Linked DNA regions of Mus musculus: all the other regions are linked to region 2. A link is a contact called in public HiCAR-type and HiChIP or PLAC-seq data. All regions are on one chromosome and are shown on one strand. The core of a region is the stretch at or near the end of the contact, and the rest is flanking DNA. Distances in the headings are between cores, read along the strand shown. Region 1 overlaps Aopep (aminopeptidase O). Region 2 has its middle 25 kb from the start of Gm30999. Region 3 overlaps Fancc (Fanconi anemia, complementation group C).

Region 1 (2,797 bases), core at 275-2,774, 740 kb before region 2:
GAGTGTGTTTGTGTATGTGTGTGTGTGTGTGTGTGAGGTGGAGTCTTACTATGTAGTCCTGGGTGGCCTGAAATATTCTATGTAGACTAAACTAGCCTCAAACTTGAAGAGATGTGCTTGCCTCTGCCTCATGACTATAGGAATTAGAGGCATGCACCATATGCAACTTTTTGTTACACACCTATGTATCACAAAGAATCAACTTACAGCCGGGCTTGGTGGCGCATGCCTTTAATCCCAGCACTCAGGAGGCAGAGGTAGGCAGATTTCTGAGTTCGAGGCCAGCCTGGTCTACAGAGTGAGTTCCAGGACAGCCAGGGCTACACAGAGAAACCCTGTCTCGAAAAACCAAAAAAAAAAAAAAAAAAGAATCAACTTACGGCACCTAGGAAGTCTCTGGTAACCCAGCTTCTCTCTCCTGCCATTGGTGAGCTAGGCCATGTCCACAGGCACCTGTCCTTCAGCCTGGGGCAGTGAGGGGCCACCAGGGCTGTAGGCTTGCCCCGCTAAGGACTGTCTGCTCTCTGTAAGAAAAGAGAGAGCAGGTTCTTGGTAGTCATGTGTCCAGCCAGAGCACAGACACTACAGAGTCCGGAGCCACTCACTCAACTTCATCTCCAGGAAAGACTCTGAGTTGGCCTTTCCCTGCCTACCTACGCAGGCTTCCACCCTTCCCTTGGCCTCTGCCATTGGCCTGGCCTGACCATCTGGGTGCTATTTCACACTAAGCATTTGCTAACTCCAGACTTGATGGGGATTCCTAGCAAAAGCTTGAGATGACCTGAATTTTAGTTGCTCTTTAAATCATTAAATTTCAACTCTACTAAAGTGTAGTTTTCCAAGTGTGGCGGGTCACACCTATAATTCCAGAACTTGGGAGGCAGCCTTGAGCTACACTGAAAATTCTGATCAACCTGAGCTAAATAGCAAAACTATGTCTAAGAGAACCCAAGGAAAGTGCAGCTAGATCATATGGAACACACACATAAACACAAATGCTAAAACTAAAAGAACAGAGTTGAAAAACCGTAGGAAGAATAATCAATAAATTCAACTAGAACCATTCAGAAATGCAAGCAAAATCACCATGGCCGCAGTCAAGATGACTCTGCTGAAAACACTTGCAGTTTAATCAAGAGCTAATCTTCCTGACACACAAAACATTCCTCAGACAAATGGAGGTGGGATTTGTAGGGAGCCAGTGATCCAATAAGAAGGTAAAGGTTTGCTAACTAACCAGACTGAGAGAGAGAGGTTCCACCTTCTAAGATGGATGCTGCCCTCACAAGGAGCCCTGGGGCTCCAGTTCTATGTCCCTGTTGGCTGGCAGCTCTTCTAGAAACAGCTTTCAGCTCCTTTAGAGCTAGTTGGTGTGACAGTGTCTTCTGTCCATTCAGTTTCCCATAGCCCTGCTATACCTGCAAGCTGTCCTCACTTGTCAGAGGCCCATAGCCCCAGCAGTGGGAGTAGCTCAAGATGTGTGAAATGCAAAGATAGCAATTTGAATCACTGAAGGGCCTTTAACAGTGTCTCTCGGAATGCAGAGGTGCCTGCTGCTTGGTCTGGGAATGCCGCAGCATCCAATTGAGCAGAGCAGGAGACAGCACACACCTGGGTTATATGGTGCTGTAGTTGTCTTTCGCCTTTACTGTTACAGGGACCATCCCTCTGAGTGTTGAGGCTCAGCTTGTGGAGTATTGAGTCCCTGCAGTGTCAGTCTAGGTGGGAACTTGAGTCAAGGTGTCGCCTCTGAAAGGCACCAAAGTCTGACCTGGAGGAAGGCAACCCAGCCGTCCACTGGTGGCGCTTGCACTGGGGAAGCAGGTGTTAACCTTGTTCTATGAGGAGATGGGTTGTGGGTGCTTGCGAGTTTGGGAGAGAAAACTAAGATAATCTTTGTTGCCCTGAGAACTAAAAAGAAAACTAAAAGTGCTTGCGTGAGTGGAGACTGGGGTGCAGCATTTCTGTGGTGTCGTTTAAACATCCTGTCTTTGGAATACTGGAATACATGCAGCCCTTTCTGATGAAAAGGCTGTTTTGTCCTGCTCTCTGTGGGGTGGGGGAGACTGTCTGTCCTTCCTGGATGCCATGTTAGCTAGCCTTCAGGGGTCAGAAGATCGGCTCTCTCATTAGTCACGACAATAAAGCGTTTCTAACTGTAAGAGGAGTGGAAACGCTGACTTCATGTTGTGAAAGAGCCTCTGTGACATGGCCTCCTGAACCTTCACATATCCCAGCAGGGCTGCTGGAGCCTCCTGCCCCCACCCGCTGGGGCCTTTTGCTACTCACAAATGGATCCTGGAGCATGCTCTGTTTCTTCTCTGTGTGTAAATAAGAGGAAAGCATAGAAAAGAAAATGAGGGACGAGAGCTGTAGCTCAGTGGGTAGAAGTGCTTGCCTAGCATAAAGTGCATGCATAAAGCCCTGGGCTTGAGAAACTGCTGCATAGCCGGACATGGCTCTGCACACTTGTAATGCTGCCACCTGGAAAGTGGAGGCAGGAAGTGCAAAAGTTCAAGATCATCCTTGGCTGTGCACCAAATTCAAGGTCAGCTCGGGCTCCGTGAGACCCTGTCCTGGATGTAGGGGAGCTACTTGGGGAAGTCCTCTTTGTCTGGCTTCTTGTTTCCCCTGCCCTCGTAGCTGATCCTAGGCCCCAGGCTAACAGACTCCCTGCCTTTCTTCTGTCCACTGGAATTAGGGACGCCCTGACTACATACATGTACTGTGGACTGCCCAGCAATCGATGGTGTGAAAGCCGTCCTTCCTCTGAAGAACTCTCTGCCTGATCTGTCCT
Region 2 (2,700 bases), core at 18-2,517:
TGTATAGACAAATATTTTTAAACAAAGATAAGGCAAGCAGAGTATGGCACACATGCCTTTGATCCCAGCACTCCAGAGCCAGAGGCAGGTGGATCTCTGAGTTCAGACCAGCCTGGTCTACAGATGGAGTTGCAGGCCAGTCAGAACTGACTACATAGAGAAACTTTGTATCAAAAACAACAATAAATAAATAAAACCCAGATAAGGTCATTGGCCCACCAGTCTAACATGAAGCACTGGCTGCTCTTCCAGAGGACCCAGGCCACATGGTGACTCACAACTGTTTTTAACCCCAGTTCTAGTAGCTTCATTGTCCCCTTCTGGTCTCCATAGGGCATCAGGGACACACATAGTAAACAGACCTACATGCAGCAAAACACCCATACACATAATATATTTAAAAGAAATTAATTAGTTAAAATTTAAGTTTTTAAAAAATGACATTTTATGCCTGTGGGAGATGGGATACGTGGCCCCATTAAGTTTGTTCAAAGCTAGGTTAAGGCAAAGGTGTTTTCTAGATTCTTTGTTTAAAATGTTGGGATTCAAAGTCCTTTGTTTTAAATCTGTTTCTTGCCCCAGGAGAGCAACATCGTTTCTCTTGGATTTTATCTCAAAGGCCCTTGAAATAAGCCAGAGGAAATATCAGGGCAGGGGAAGAAAGCAAAGAAAAATTGTTTCCTAGTAGTACCCACCACAAATTCATCACTCATCCCAAACTTCTGGGAATAGAGGTTATTCAGGTCCTGGGTCATCTTGACTGACCGGCAGCAAGAGATGATGAGTAGGCAATAACCCACACATGGTGACTAGACTTTGACTCCTGGCAGAGGCCCAAGTGGCAGAACAGGATCTGTAACAGTCTCCAGTCTAAAAGCCTCAGTAGGGAGTTGCTAAGGCTTCTGGGACCACCATGGGCTGTGATTTAAACCACCTTTCCCAATAAAGGCATATGAGACATTGAAACAAAATTTCTTTACCTGTTACAAAGCACAAAAAAAAAAAAAAAAAAAAAAATCTGATGCTTATCAGGCCAAGCCTAAGTGAAGGCAGAGATTGCTGGATTCTAAGCCCTTCTGCCCTGGAGGTGTTAACAGAACTTGGCACATCTGAGCTTCAATTTTCACAACCTCCTGGAGCATCTAGGCAAAAGATAGTGATGGCTAGGGACCACCCAAGGTGAGAAACTTAACACAGGCGTCACCCAGAGGCTGCTCCACCCTCCACTCAGGGAATTGAAGGGAAAAAAAGCCACAACCAAACATCCCTGGAGGTGTGGCTTCAGTTCAAAGCATTCCAGGTGGAGAGTGGCCTCAGGTGGCAGAGGTAAGGTAAGTGTAGATGCTTTCCTAAGAATGCTGCCCGGTTCCAACCCTCTACCAACTCCCATCTTATGAAAAATCTTCTAAATATAACTCGTGATACAATGATTGCAAAATACAGTACTTGGGACTGGGGACACGGTGTGGTGGCTGAAGCATTTACCACACTAGTGAGAGGACCAGAGTTTAGGTCCCCAGAACCCACATAAATCCAGAGGGTCTATAAGAGTGCCTGTAATCCTGGCCTCAGAAGGCAGAGACGGGAATCATCTAAGTGGCTGACAAGTAGACCATCCACATTTGTGAGTTCTGGGTTTGACTGAGAGACCCTACTTCAAAGACCAATCAAAAATTCTCACTATCAACCCTGGGTCCCTGTAAACACACACTTGAACACGAATACATATATATGTATTGAGGTTTGGTCTATTGCTATGTATTGTAATGCTAAATTCTATACTGGAAGGTCTGGGCTTACAAGCTTTTGTTGTGCAAACTTTGTTCTTTGATTTAAAACTATTGGTTAAACTGGGCGTGGTGGTGCACGCCTTTAATCCCAGCAAATCGGGAGGCAGAGACAGGCAGATTTCTGAGTTCGAGGCCAGCCTGGTCTACAAAGTGCGTTCCAGGACAGCCAGGGCTACACAGAGAAACCCTGTCTCGAAAAAACCATATAAATAAATAAATAAATAAATAAATAAATAAATAAATAAATAAATAAATAAATCTTTTGGTTAAATAAAATTGGCTACAGTCAATTACTAGAGAGATTAGAGATAGGGGGTTTGGAGTGACCTGGTTGGACAAGGTGGGGCGAGAAAGAAGAATGGGAGGAAAGAGGACGCTGCCGTGAGGGGAGATGGATGAAGAGCACATGGCCAGGAGAAACAGCAAGTACTTGGGGTACACCTCTGGGGAAGTAACCAGGCCAGCAGTTAGAAGAGCAGATTAGGGGTTACCCCCTAGGAATTGTCAAAGACAAATAAAATAACCACAGTCTGAGTCTCATCACTTGTGAGCTAGTCAGGGACAAGCTTAAATTGGCTGTTCTACACATACCACACACATACACATAAAGAGGGAAAAAAGCACCCAAGGAAAATGATGGGTGGGAAGCCCTGCAAAGGATGAGCCCTACCTGCAAGGCAGGTAGGCATGCAACATAGTCACTGGCAGTGATAGAAAAGCATCCTCTAGCCCAGGGATTCTCAGTCTCCTTAATGCTGCAACCTTTTAATACAGTTCTTCATGTTGTGATGACCCCAACCATAAAGTTACTCTGTTGCTACTTTATAATGATAGTTTTGCTACTGTTATGAATCATAATGTAAATACCTGTGTTTTCCAATTGTCTTAGGAAACACCTATAAAAGGATCT
Region 3 (2,700 bases), core at 117-2,616, 680 kb before region 2:
GATAGAGTCATGTGACCAAGAAACAAAATCAACAATTCAATTACAGATATTTATATTCTTTATCCAGGTCTCTGCTATCACAGCTACAAGGTGTGATGCTGTGAACCTTGCAAGAGTCATCTCAAGGTATAGTCCTGTGGCTTGCTGTAGAAAGCTGGGAGGCTAGAGACAACCATACAGGATGATGGCTCTAGCAATATGTGCTTAGCATCAAGCCTTTTGCAGTTCACTTCTTACACAGAAGTCGTTTGGAGTACTGCTCTGGCAACTAGTCACAGCCTAACACTTACTGTAATGCTGTCTGGAAAGCTACATAACTCCCTCTTGAACTGTATCTCTAGATATCTGACAAGCCTCAGGCTGGATCCACAAATGCCATGAACTTCTTCAGAGGGATATCTATTGCTTGCCTGTATTTTGATAAGCCAAGCTCTACCTAATTTTATAGTAGACTTTTAAATTTTGTTGTTGTTGTTTTGTTTTGTTTTTCATGACAGGGTCTCTCTGTGTAGCCTTGGTTGTCTTAGAACTCGCTCTGTAGACCAGTCTTTGAACTCAGAGATCTGCCTGCTTCTGCCTCCTGAGTTCTGGGATTAAAGGTGTGCTCCACCAATGCCAAGTGACTTTAAAATTGTTAAGGAGATGCCACGCTCTCCGGTCGAGTCAGCTTGACAGGCTGAGGCTTGGAAGCTACTCACGAGGCAAAAGAGTTTCACGGAAACTCACTCCTGGAGTCTGGTGTTCTCTCTAACCCATACATTAATTTTCCATTCCCGCGTTAGTCTAGTGGATGGATCCACATGCTCTCTTTTAGTATTATCCTATTATAAGTGCTTTTTAAGATTGAATTCTGACATAGCTAAAGCCTTCACCAGTGTTCCAACAGTCCTAAGAACATCTTTGAGCAAGACCATGGGCTTGGAATTCAGTAAGAATGTTGCTATTCAGTGACATTCAGAATAGCCTCTGGTATTACACTATCACTTTGATTAAAAGCTAAGTCACTCCCCTACACAGGAATTTACCATCACCAAGGAAGAAGGAAGTTTCAGACCGAAGGAGAAACCAGAATAGATACTTAGAACTATAGCTGAGTTACACCCATACACACACGTATTTACAATGGCCTAAGGGGAAGGTGGACTATACAATAGACTAAAATAGGAACTATGGCAAGGGCACGAAGCCCTTGACCTTGGCTTCTAAGATTAAGTGAATCTTAGGTGGAACCCTTGTTGATCCCAGCTGTTAACAATGAATTCTATCCCAGGTGGTCCTTGTTAGACTTTCTGTGTTTGCATTCCTCTGTTTTATGTAAGAATCCAGTAACCTCTTTGTACCTTGCAAGTGTGCCACCCAACTTCCTTATTGTCTCTGTATAAAAAGTCTGATGCTCCATTTGACATTACATTCAGATTCTACACAACCTCTCCTGTGTGCATCTGTCAGTCAATTCATATGACGCTTTGCCCACCCGAGACTAGAGACCCGTTCCAAGCAGACAAAGGGGCCCAGAGGATCTGTGGCAAGGAGATTTATCATGGACCTCTTCTAGCCTTACTTGAAAATAACCTATATCTTCCTGAAATCACCAACACTTAAAGAGTATCCCCAGGTGATAGTAAAACCCTCATTATATCAACCTTTCAAACCATCATCTTATCAAAAGATCTCCACAACTTCCACATCTTACAAAATTAAAACTCTTTATCAACCAAGAACTCCTGCCTCCCTTCCTCCCAGCCCATGGCAAACAGAATTCTACCTTCTGAGAGACTGGCTACTCTGGATATTACAGGTGAGCGGAAGGCAGCATTTGTTCTTGGTGGTTGGCTTATTTCATTGTGTAGTGTCAGATGGACCATGTCAGAGCACTCAACAGGGCTTTCCTTTTTTCTTTCTTTTTTTTTTTTTTAAGGATGATAAAAATTTAGTTGTGTCTATGCCATGCTTTCATCTAACAAGATGCATAGAGGTTACTTCTATCCCTTGGCTAGTATGTAAAATACAACCAACATAGGTTTGCAAATTATCTTTTCAATTCTTTTGAATATATAAGCAGAAGTGGAAGTGGCCATGCAGAAACTCCATTTACTTGCTTGTTTAAGACCAAGTCTCATGTAGCCACAGCTGGCCTTGGACTCTGGACCCTCGGACTCCCCCCTCCCAAGTGCTGAGATCACAGGCATGCAGCATCACACCAGATCTATTTTTCTTTGTGAATGAACCACTATGGCTTGTGTACAGTAGCTATGCCACAATGCATTCTCACCAGCAGTGCATGATGTCATTTCTCCACATCATCATCAACACAACACAACACAACATACTAAAGCTATCTAACGCTTCCCTCCCTTACTACTACTACTACTACTACTACTACTACTACTACTACTACTACTACTACTTCTTCTTCTTCTTCTTCTTCTTCTTTTTCTTCTTCTTCTTCTTCTCCCTTTTTTTTTTGGAGACAGAATCTTACTATGTAGCTTTAGTTGGCCTGGAGCTCACTAAGTAGACCAGACTAGTCTCAGAACTCAAAGATCTGCCTGCTTCTATCTCTTGAGTGCTGAAGTTAAAGATATATACAATACTACATCCAGCCTCCTTACACCTTTATTTATATAAACTGCTATGCAGTTCTGGTTTGCATTTCCCTGGTAATTAGTGGTACTAAGCTCTGTATAGATCTACTACTCA

Evidence for each region. HiCAR-type assays count read pairs that join an accessible place to other places. HiChIP or PLAC-seq counts read pairs in DNA pulled down with a chosen protein or histone mark.
Region 1: a contact with region 2 is called in a HiCAR-type map of embryonic stem cells, with 4 times the contacts expected there. The contact joins two enhancer-like sites. A contact is called at or near these places in 5 of 39 promoter capture datasets (cranial neural crest, frontonasal cranial neural crest, maxillary cranial neural crest and 2 more), 1 of 115 datasets of contacts at active chromatin or transcription factors (embryonic stem cells) and 2 of 9 other capture datasets (embryonic stem cells and pancreatic islet).
Region 3: an H3K27ac HiChIP or PLAC-seq map of embryonic stem cells shows a contact between it and region 2, with 3 times the contacts expected there. The contact joins two enhancer-like sites. A contact is called at or near these places in 3 of 15 datasets of contacts at CTCF or cohesin (embryonic stem cells, large pre-B cells and pro-B cells), 45 of 484 Hi-C or Micro-C datasets (3T3-L1-derived adipocytes, B cells, the BV-2 cell line and 34 more), 5 of 115 datasets of contacts at active chromatin or transcription factors (bone marrow-derived dendritic cells and embryonic stem cells) and 1 of 9 other capture datasets (embryonic stem cells).

The regions. Positions count from the first base shown.
Region 1 is chr13:63,292,312-63,295,108 of GRCm38.p6, forward strand. All of the region lies in intron 14 of Aopep (aminopeptidase O), which reads left to right. It overlaps Gm16907 (predicted gene, 16907), which reads right to left. Exons shown (of 3, transcript NR_045794.1): 2 at 381-524. Among named protein-coding and RNA genes, the nearest start is that of Gm16907, 3.4 kb to the right of the region's middle. Within about 2 kb of position 1,525, at least 15 of the 459 cell types and tissues checked have an H3K27ac peak or open chromatin away from gene starts, as enhancers often do. A contact at or near this core is called in embryonic stem cells, where this site is marked.
Region 2 is chr13:64,030,169-64,032,868 of GRCm38.p6, forward strand. No RefSeq gene overlaps it. Among named protein-coding and RNA genes, the nearest start is that of Gm30999, 25 kb to the right of the region's middle. Within about 2 kb of position 1,268, at least 6 of the 459 cell types and tissues checked have an H3K27ac peak or open chromatin away from gene starts, as enhancers often do. A contact at or near this core is called in embryonic stem cells, where this site is marked.
Region 3 is chr13:63,352,170-63,354,869 of GRCm38.p6, forward strand. All of the region lies in intron 6 of Fancc (Fanconi anemia, complementation group C), which reads right to left. Among named protein-coding and RNA genes, the nearest start is that of Mir3074-1, 52 kb to the left of the region's middle. Within about 2 kb of position 1,367, at least 10 of the 459 cell types and tissues checked have an H3K27ac peak or open chromatin away from gene starts, as enhancers often do. A contact at or near this core is called in embryonic stem cells, where this site is marked.